3 separate regions of the Sus scrofa genome follow, and regions 1 and 2 are each linked to region 3. A link is a contact called in public HiChIP or PLAC-seq data. All regions are on one chromosome and are shown on one strand. The core of a region is the stretch at or near the end of the contact, and the rest is flanking DNA. Distances in the headings are between cores, read along the strand shown.

The links. HiChIP or PLAC-seq counts read pairs in DNA pulled down with a chosen protein or histone mark.
Region 1: an H3K27ac HiChIP or PLAC-seq map of alveolar macrophages shows a contact between it and region 3. The contact joins two enhancer-like sites. A contact is called at or near these places in 2 of 47 Hi-C or Micro-C datasets (retroperitoneal adipose tissue and subcutaneous adipose tissue) and 1 of 2 datasets of contacts at active chromatin or transcription factors (alveolar macrophages).
Region 2: an H3K27ac HiChIP or PLAC-seq map of alveolar macrophages shows a contact between it and region 3, with 2.8 times the contacts expected there. The contact joins two enhancer-like sites. A contact is called at or near these places in 5 of 47 Hi-C or Micro-C datasets (embryonic fibroblasts, epiblast stem cells, liver and 2 more) and 1 of 2 datasets of contacts at active chromatin or transcription factors (alveolar macrophages).

Annotation. Positions count from the first base shown.
Region 1 is chrX:88,189,519-88,192,843 of Sscrofa11.1, forward strand. The region is part of intron 2 of TSC22D3 (TSC22 domain family protein 3); the gene reads right to left. Among named protein-coding and RNA genes, the nearest start is that of TSC22D3, 42 kb to the right of the region's middle. Within about 2 kb of position 1,278, at least 21 of the 83 cell types and tissues checked have an H3K27ac peak or open chromatin away from gene starts, as enhancers often do. A contact at or near this core is called in alveolar macrophages, where this site is marked.
Region 2 is chrX:88,166,779-88,170,484 of Sscrofa11.1, forward strand. No RefSeq gene overlaps it. Among named protein-coding and RNA genes, the nearest start is that of TSC22D3, 65 kb to the right of the region's middle. Within about 2 kb of position 2,438, at least 32 of the 83 cell types and tissues checked have an H3K27ac peak or open chromatin away from gene starts, as enhancers often do. A contact at or near this core is called in alveolar macrophages, where this site is marked.
Region 3 is chrX:88,352,372-88,355,553 of Sscrofa11.1, forward strand. All of the region lies in intron 3 of MID2 (probable E3 ubiquitin-protein ligase MID2), which reads left to right. Among named protein-coding and RNA genes, the nearest start is that of NLRP12L, 50 kb to the right of the region's middle. Within about 2 kb of position 1,505, at least 1 of the 83 cell types and tissues checked has an H3K27ac peak or open chromatin away from gene starts, as enhancers often do. A contact at or near this core is called in alveolar macrophages, where this site is marked.

The DNA of each region.
Region 1 (3,325 bases), core at 28-2,527, 160 kb before region 3:
CCCTTTTAAAGGGGACTCTTAGTCTCTTTCTCCTGCAAATCATAAGTACCCGGCCTTATGGGCCCATCCTAAAAAACAAATCGGGGAAATGTGTTGGTATACATGGCAGGTAATGTCTTAACGGGCTCTGCATAGATCACGAGGCTTTAGCTTTCAGTGGTATAATTCGAGGCATGGGTAGGGGCATGACGGTGGGGAGGGAACAAGCTGGGGGGGGGCAATGGTGAGAGGGGGGAGATTGCTCATAAGAGATCTTCCAATCTTGCCAAGTAGGCCATGCACTGCTCTGACTATAGGTTAAGTCTGGCTCTGCACAGAGGAATAAATGCTCTGCCCTTACACTCGTGCTGTGTTCTTTCCAGAGCATGGTGGAAAGGGCACTGGGAAACTGGGATACTGGGATAGTAGTCAGGACACCGGGTCTGGCCTGGTTTTGACCCTGGCCACCAGAACAACCTTGAAAAAGCCTCATAACCACCCTGTGCCCCAGTTGCCCCTACATGTAAAATGACGGGACGGAGGCTACGAATTTCTATGTATTTGATGAATGATATCCCTATTTAGACCGAGAGCTCCATGACACCATACAGCGAGGGCCTGTAACGGTGTCTGGCACATAGTAAGTGCTCAGCAAAAGGAGTAATTGCATGAAGGGAGGAAGGAATAGTAAAAGTGACTTCCAAGGTTGCTGCCAGTTCTAAAAGTCCCAGCCTTGAGGTCTTCAGATATAGCTCTTTACGGCTGTGCCCCTGAGTGTAGACGCCCAGGCCAAGGGCGGAGCGAGGGCTTCAGGCGCCCTTGCCCTTGGGACCAGAGGGTACAGGGGCAACCTGCACCATGGAGGCACAGCCTCTGGGACCAAAGGCAGCAGGCAAGAGCTTCCAGGAGGCCCAGGAGGCTTGCAGGATGCTGGATGGGGGATGGCGAGGAATGTAGGAAGGGCAGGGTCGGTCAGAAGGAGTCAGGAGAGCAACGTTTACACAGTTTTCTGTAAAACGGGAAGCTGAGATAACAGACTTGATGGGTGTCTGGACTGAGGTAGGAAAAGTGCCGAGTTGCATGGTGACTCAAGGTCAGGAGCTGGAATGGGGCCCAGAGTTCTCAAGCCTCTGCTCACCCCCTTGGGACTGGCCCCTGGCCCCAGGCCAGCTCCCTGAATAGCTCCCCCACCCCCACCCACTCGTCCACAATTCCAGCTTCTTAGGCTAACCTGCTTCCCTGTTCAGCCCTGCTGGCTGCCCCCCTAACCTCTCCCCCGCCCCCACGGCGACATGAAGTCCTCCCTCAAGGACTCCGGGGCAGTCATCCATTAGAATTCTCGGAGGCCAGGCAGACTTGCCCCCCTCCTCAGCATCGCCCGCATTCTCACTCTGACGCAACTCCTCCCTTTCTTACGCAAAAGGGGTAGGTTTGCCAGTGCTGCCTCCCCTCCTAATATGCCCCCTGCCCTCTCCTCCCCCTCCCCACTCCATGGCCCGGCTTTTCCTTAGGAACACTCCCAGGCATTATTCTCAGGCGCTGAGATAGTCCCCATGTCCCCTACTCTTTCTTCCAGCACCCTTTCACTTTTTTTTTTTTTTTGTCTTTTAGGGCTGCATCCTATGGAGGTTCCCAGGCTAGGGATCGAATTGGAGCTGCAGCCGTGCCAGATCCGAGCTGCGTCTGCGACCTACACCCCGGCTCATGGCAATGCCGATCTTTGACCCACTGAGCGAGGCCAGTGATTGAACCCATATCCTCATGGATGCTAGTCGGGGTCCCTAACCCCTGAGCCACAATGGGAACTCCCCCTTTAGCATTTTAACGGGGGCCACAGTTTCAAACCAGGAGAATGCATCTTTAAGAATGAAATTTAAGGAGTTCCCACTGTGGCGCAGCGGAAACGAATCCAACTAGGAACCATGAGGTTCCGGGTTTGATCCCTGGCCTCACTCAGTGGGTTAAGGATCTGGTGTTGCCGTGAGCTGTGGTGTAGGTTGCAGACGCGGCTCGGATCCCGCGTTGCTGTGGCTCTGGCGTAGGCTGGTGGCTACAGCTCCGATTGGACCCCTAGCCTGGGAACCTCCATATGCTGCTGGTGTGGCCCTAAAAGGACAAAAAGACCAAAAAAAAAAAAAAAAGAATGAAATTTCATATATTAGCAGAGAGAGAGATTTACGGGCCTGGGTTTTTTGGCCCAGAATTCCTGAGATACCGCTGTGGAGGTGATTACCTCCATACTTTGGATGCTCATTAGGCCAGTTCTGTTTTTCGCTGCCCCAGGAGTCGGGAGACCAAAGTGCGGGTCCCTTCTCTGCCATGAAAACTGTCTGTGTAACCTCGGGCAAGTCACTTAATCTCGCCGAGTCTCGGTTTCTTCATCTGTCAAATGGAAGCAATTACCCCTGCCCTACCTACCTTGACAGGGATGCTATGAAAATTAAAGGAGACCTTGTGTGTGTGTGTGTGTGTGTGTGTGTGAGAGAGAGAGAGAGAGAGAGGGAGAGAGAGAGAGACAGACAGACAGACAGACAGAGACAGAGACATAGACAGAGACAGAATGACAGAGAGAGAGTGTATTTTCTAAATGGCAAGGCCTGGGACAAAGAGCAGGTATCTTGGCTCCCCGCTGCTGTGCTTGAAGGTAACTTGGGTACCTGGCAGAGCCCTCTTTACAGAATGTCAGTGTGTCTCTGGCCTGCCCCGTTCCTCTGTTTCTCCTCCAGGGCTTGGGTGTTGGCCCAATTTGGTCTCCTGTGCACCTCCACCCTGCTTCAAGAACATCTCCCGCTCGCCCCCAGGCCTGTCGCCCTCAGGCCTTCCTCCACCATCCAAGGGCCTCTTGCCACACTCTCTCCTTCTTGGCCGCTCAGGGCCCAGGGCCATCTGTGCGCCGAATGACCCTGCCCTCGCAGCCCTGACCTCAGCCCATCCTCATCAAAGCTTTGAAGAGGAAGGACTCTGGGGCAGGGGTAATGACTGAACTTGACAATTTGCTACAGAGGCTGAGCACAGCGCGGAACACCCAGCATGTGTGTTCCCGAAACACATCCTTGTTGGCTTGCGTGTGCTGGGGGAGACTGCGGGGTGGAGTCTGCTTTGGGGCCCCTGACATCTTGCCAGATAGGCAACCGCTCCACCTCTAGATCCACCAGGCCCTGCCTGCCTGCTCTTCCAACCCACCTTGCCCTTGGCCTCTCAAACCCGGAGAATGGGCTGGGCTCTTTCATCTCCAGGACTCGCACGCTAGTATGTGATTTCAGGCCTCCCTGGCCTAGTGCCACTAAGTTTCTCTGGCGACCCCACCTTTCCCACAGGGATGAGAGGCTGGGAGCAGTTTGGGGCA
Region 2 (3,706 bases), core at 1,188-3,687, 180 kb before region 3:
TGAGTCCAGGAAAAACAAATTTCATAAATAGATTCTGCTAAATCTAAGACTGTTGAAGTCTTCCAATTGGTGAATATTATTTTATTCACCAAGAGTGCGGAGCTGGTTCATTGTTAAGTATCTGAGACAACTTGAGGAACTGGGCTGTCTACAAAGCACTACTTACATCCATTAATTTCTAACCAACCAGGAGGAGGGCATGTGAGATTTAAAATCAGGATTTTTCCGGGATGAATAGGATGGTGTGGGGACAACGTCAAAACACCCTAAGGGACCAATGCGTTGTGCATGTTATTTCCCATGGTCTTTCTAGAATCCTTCTCACTATGCCCTAAGTCCCAATGGCCCTGCTTCCACATCTGCTCACTCCCTGTGTTCCTCCTTGGAGCCTAATTGGAATTGCTTTTCTCTCTGGGAGTTCCCAGCCTGAGAGCCCTGCACCTTGCACCTCTACCATCATTGCTGTAAATAATCTACCATCTTCATCTTTGTTCTTCTTTTCAAATCCACCTCTATGGTTTTGTGGCGAATACAACGCATTCCTTTAAAATCGCTGGTGAATTCACAGTCACTGTTTATCATTGTATGTTCTCTTGCTCTCGCTCAATGAATTCGGTCCTACCTCAGAGATACCAGGTTCGGTGCCAGACCATGGCCATAAAGTGAACATCTCAACAAAACAAGTCACGTGACTTTTTTTGGGGCTTCCCAGTGCCTACCAAAGTTATGCTTACCTTATACTGTAGCCTATTAGGTGTGCAATAGCATTATGCCTGAAAAAACAATGTACAGACCTTATTTAGAAAATACTTGGAATTCCGTCGTGGCTCAGCAGAAACGAATCTCCCTAGCATCCACGAGGACGCAGGTTTGATCCCTGGCCTCGCTCAGTGGGTTAAGGATCTGGCATTGCCATGAGCTGTGGTGTAGGTTGCAGACAGGGCTTGGATCCCTAGTTGCTGTGACTGTGGTGTAGGATGGCAGCTTTAACTCTGATTTGACTCCTAGTCTGGGAACCTCCATGTGCCGAGAGTATGACCCTTAAAAAAGACCCGAAAAAGAAAAAGAAAATACTCGGAGTTCCCATCGTGGCTCAGTGGTTAACGAATCCGACTAGGAACCATGAGGTTGTGGGTTCTATCCCTGGCTTTGCTCAGTGGGTTAAGGATCCGGCGTTGCCATGAGCTGTGGTGTGGGTCGCAGACGCGGCTTGGATCCCGTGTTGCTGTGGCTCTGGCATAGGCCGACGGCTACAGCTCTGGACCCCTAGCCTGGGAACCTCCATATGCTGCAGGAGCAGCCCAAGAAATGGCAAAAAGACAAAAAAAAAAAAAAAAAAGAAGAAGAAGAAGAAAATACTCGATTGTGAAAAAATTCTAGCCTTCATCAAGTTATAACATCAAAGATGACTGATCACAGGTCACCGTAACAAATATAACAAATGAAGAAATTTAAAATATTGAAAGAAAAACCACCATGTGACACGGAGACACGAAGTGAGCAAATGCTGTTGGGAAAATGACACTGATAGGTTTGTTCGATGCAGAGGTAGCCAGAAAACTTTAATTTGAAAACAAAAAGCACGGAGTATCCATGAAGCGCAATAAAGCGAGGTATATCTGTACTAAAAGTTCAACTACTCTGGGGTTGGGGGAGATCTGAGAATAGTTTTGGCATTTGAAAGTGGCGCTTGGGGAGTTCCTGTTGTGGTGCAACAGTAACGAATCCAACTAGTATTCAGGAGGATGCAGGTTCGACCCAATTCAACCCCTAGCCTGGGAACTTCCATATGCCCCGGGTGCAGCCCTAAAAAGACAAATCATAAAAATAAAAAATAAAAAAAAAATAAAAGGGATGTTCTTGCACAAAGACTGGGATCCAGTACCCCACGGGATCAGTGGCAGCCGTGGGCGTGGTACCAAGCTCCCTGGCTCTCAATTTTCTTGGCCATGACATGGAGTTAAATCGTGTAAGCGACTTTTTCCTTCTTTTTTTTTGGTTTTGTCCATGGCATGAGGAAGTTCCTGGGCCGGGGATCGAAACCGCCCCCCCCCGCCACAGCAGTGATCAGAGCCACTGCAGTAACAATGCCAGGTCCTTAACCCACTGTGCCACAAGGGAACTCTGTAAGTGCCTCTTTTCCTAAGGGCAGGAAACATGGATTTCGGGGAGGGCTGGCTGCAAAGGGTTGGATGAGATGACAGATAGGAGGGTCCTGGGAGAGGGGGCATGTCCAGGCAGGGGAGCATTGGCTGCGCCCAGAAGCCCAAAGCCTGCGAAGGTCTTTCCAGGAGCAGTGCATTCTTTTGCCTTGCCCCACCCTTTCTTGGTTTTCTGTGGAACAACAATAACAAGAGCTGCTCCTCTATGTGACTAACAAACAGCCACAAAGTTCCTCTTATCTAGTCTAGCAACCGCTGTGGCCTCAGAAGTTGCAGTGTTTGTCTCTGTTTAGTCACGGTTGCCTAGGCAACCGAGTGGTTCTCTCTTTCCCACTGTGTGACTGTGGGTATGTTTTTTCCCCTTTCTCGTAGGGAAGGGCTGGATGACCAGAGAGGGCTGTGTGCTTGCTGGGCCAGCTTCTGGGTTTCCTTTTTTTTCCTCTGTTGGTTCTTGTTTGGCTGGAAATCAGGGCGTGGGAAGTCTGTAGATGAGCCGAAAAGTCCCTCAGCTCTTCTTGAGGCAGGGAGGGGATGGGAGTGAGTGGGAACTGGGGAGATCCCTGTTGGGTTGGGGCCAGAGGTGGGGGAAGCTGGGCAAGTAGCTGCCTGATCCAAAGTCTAGATATCCATTTCAGCAGCTGTGGAATCTGTACAGCCACGAGATCGATCGAGTGGGCAGGTATAGACAATGAACTTGGCATCATGAGTAGAGAGGTGAGGAGCAAGGGTGGGAAATTGGGATTGGAGAGGCCAGCAAGCAGGAGTTTGTCACGTTCCAAAGCAGAGTTTTAGTGACTGGAAACGAACGGGCCAACCCAACGTAACTGACACTTACAGCGAAGGAAGGCTGACCTTTTAAATATATTTAGAAATTGATGGGTGCAAGGAAGGGGGCTGAGACCTCTGGGTCCTTGAGGTTTATGACTCAGCAACATCAAGGAGTTCTTTTAAATTTCAAGTGACAAAGGGAAACCAGGGGGCTGAGAACACAGCTCAGGGGCCACGGTGGCTCCAGGTGAGGGCACGGTGGAGGAGACAACGAATGCCCATTGACAGAGTATCAGAGAAATGGCAGCACTCCAAATGCCAGAGACAGGGGGCCGGCGAAAGGGTGAGGATGATGGGTGAGGATGACCCCCAAAGACAGGAAGAGTAGGGAATGGGGCGTCCGGGTCCTTAGACTTGGCCCTGCTCATGAGGCCGGTGGGTCTTGTAAGCATACTTTCAGCAGCGACAAGTGGAGCAGTGGGGCTTGAGAGCCTCTTTCCTCGGGGGAGAGGGATGGGGTTCGGGCCGCTGCATACATTCTGCATCCTTTTCTCACTAAGGCCCTCTTAGCGCCTTTTCTGACATCAGGGCTCCCCTGCGGATGGGTATTAAGGACAATGCACCAAGTGGTGGGATGATGTTTTCTGAGGAGGGAAGGGGCCCACTTGTGTTTATCTGGTTCCTCTCTTCTTGCTCCCTCACATGTATCCCACTTTTTCTTTTCTTCTTCTTCTTTTTTTTTTTTTGTCTTTTTTTAGGGCTGCACCTGCAGCATA
Region 3 (3,182 bases), core at 255-2,754:
AGCCAAATTCCTTCCCAGCCAAGAAGTGAAATGTAATCGGTGTTTTGGCAGAAGTCAGCACCTGATCTCCCTTCTGGCATCAGACTTCTGCTCTGAATGGAGAGGTGATGGCCTGGCTCCTGGTAGGAGGAGGAGAAGCTATCTTATATTCAGAGGCAGGGTGACCCCTGTCCAGCAGTGTGAAGGGCGCTACCATTGGGAATGTGATGTAGATGCTTAGGTGTGGGAAGAAGAATAAAGAAAGGGGAGGGTTCGATCCCGGGCCTCGATCAGTGGGTTAAGGATCTGGCATTGCCCTGAGCTGTGGTGTAGGTCACAGAGGCTGCTCAGATCTGGCATTGCTGTAGGCTGGCAGCTACAGCTCCGATTCAGCCCCTAGCCTGGGAACTTCCATAGGCCAAAGGTGCGGCCCTGAAAAGCAAAAAAAAAAAAAAAAAAAAGAATAAATAAAGGGACACGGTAATCTCAGAGAAAAGCAAATCGTGACCCAGTGTGTTCCAGAAAGCAAAACAGAAGCAGAAACTGAATAAAAACAAACCAGATGATCAAACAGTGCCCGCCTGTTTGTTCTGCAGAAAACCCCAGAAGATACAGTGGTTTTAGCAGTAGTCACCATCGTCGTCAGAGCAGTGGTAGTCAAAACAAAACAAAAAAGCAACTTTTCGGCTACCGATTATATATCAGAAAATGTATTGGGCGCTTTATTTCTGTTATTTAATAAACATGTATAAAACCCTACGAGGCTAGATACTAATAGGATGCTCATTTACAGAGGAGGAACCTTAGGCTGCTTGCCCCAGACCAGACAGGTTGTTGATAAGCAGCAGAGCTAGGAGCCTAACCTGGGGCTGTCTGACTTCAAAGCCCATTCTTTGTAAGGATTTTCCATTTTCAGTTTGGTCTTTGGTTCCCTAAAGATAACCCCTGATTTTTTTTTTCCCTTTTGTCATCTGAAGTGCCCTGTCTCATAAAAATGACTTCTTTCTCAGAATGATGCCTTCCCTGACCTTAGCTGTCACTGTGTGAATTTCCTTGGCTCTCACAGTAGATTTCTTGCACTGGATGTATGCAGAAAGAATCAGGATACAGGAGTTCCCGTCATGGCTCAGTGGAAACAATTCTGACTAGCATCCTTGAGGACGCAGGTTCGATCCCTGGCCTCACTCCGTGGGTTAAGGATCTGGCATTGCCGTGAGCTGTGGTGTAGGTGGCAGATGCAGTTCTGATCAGGCGTTGTTGTGGCTGTGGTCTAGGCCAGTGGCTACAACTCAGATTTGACCCCTAGCCTGGGAACCTCCATATGCCATGGGTGCAGCCCTAAAAAGACCAAAAAAAAAAAAAAAAAAAAAAAAGAATCAGGATACCACAGCCGTCTCCCAGAAACAGAGGTCTTGGGCAGGGATGCTTACGTCAGACTTGAGTACAAAGAAGGGCTAAATGCTCCCTACAGTCTAGTCTGAGGCTAAAGAATGCCTAATCATTCACTGGCTTGCCCTGCTCTCCTTCCATTACATAAGTCTGTGATTGTGAAAGCCAGTGAAAAGGAGGGCTTGGGGAAGAGCCCTAGACTCAGAATCAGGAAACCTGGGTTTTGGAACTGTCTCTGCCACGCACTGACTGCTTGACCACGGGCAGAATGGCCAGTGCCTCGCCTCTGTTGCACCCACTGCCTGCTTTGCTCTGTTGCAGTTACCTGATTCCATCTCGTTTCCTTCATTGGACAGCAAGTTTCTTAAAGGCAGTGGCCATGACTGTGCCACATTCATTGTGGAAACCACAGTTCCTAACTGGTCTCTCTGACTCATGCTGTCCCCCTTTAATCCATTTTCCACATTGTTGTGGGAATGAGCTTTTTAAAATGCAAAGCCCACATGCCACGCCCCTACCACAAACCCTTCAGTGGTTCCCCATCACCATTAAGATAAAGGTTTCTAAGACCCATTATGATCTGGACCCTGTCTGCCTTGAGCATACGCTTTTCACTACCTGCACTTTATACCTGGTTCATTCACTCTGCAAGTATTAAAGCATATCTCTGCCTTGGGCCAAGCATTGGAAGCACAGTGTGAACATGGCACCTGTCCTCAGAGAACTTGCACCCCTCCCCTTTGCTCCTGGCTGGCGAATGCTTATCTCCTAAGGCTCAGCTTGGGCATCTCCTCCTCCAGGAAGCCATCACACATGCTCTGTATCCCTCTCCTTCTCCCTAATCTGGTTCAGGAGTTCTTCCCCTGTGTACCTGGAGAACCCTATCTATCTATCTATCTATCTATCTATATTCTTTGGTCTTTTTAGGGCCACACCCATGGCATATGGAGGTTCCCAGGCTAGGGGTCGAATCAGAGCTACAGCTGCAAGCCTACGCCAGAGCCACCGCAACGCCAGATCCCAGCCGCTTCTGCAACCTACACCACAGCTCACGGCAATGCCAGATCCTTTACCTACTGAGCGAGGCCAGGGATCAAACCCGCGTCCTCATGGATACCAGTGGGGTTCGTTACTGCTGAGCCATGACGGGAACTCCCGTATATGTACATTCATCATAGCACTTCTATATACCTATTTGTCTCCCCACCAGACCTTAAACTTAGTGGGTACTGTGGCCTATCCACTTTTTTTATACCCAGCACATGGCTTGGGACACAATAGGTGCTGAGAAAGGATAATTAAATAAACACTGCCCTCTGGTGGCTAGCTGTTGTCAGTACAATCCTTTATGCACCCCAGGGATGAGTAAAGCACAGCCAGTTTCACAAGAGAGGTAACTCTTTCCTTCTTTTAACATTGGGTGAGGAACCATTTCAGAATATGTGATCTCCTAGCACCTAGGTGGTTGTTTCAGCATCTTTGAAAATCTTCCATAATGTGGCAAACCATATGTAAATGGCAGAGCCAAATTACCATTTTGAGTAATTGTATAAAAAGAAAATGTAAGGGAAATTTGCCTCTTGTAATGAAGACATGTGACCTAGTATACAATTTTTCATTCTCTCTTTATTTCAGGGCCAACATACTCACATTCGTTCATTAATTCCACAAATATTTGTTGACTACCCACAGTGTGCCAGGCATTATTCTAGGTGTTGGGAATACAGTAGTGAATAAAACAAAGTCCTTAAGATTACGAAGCTTATGTGCTAGCTGGGGGAGACACACAATAAATATATTTTTATTAGGAGTTA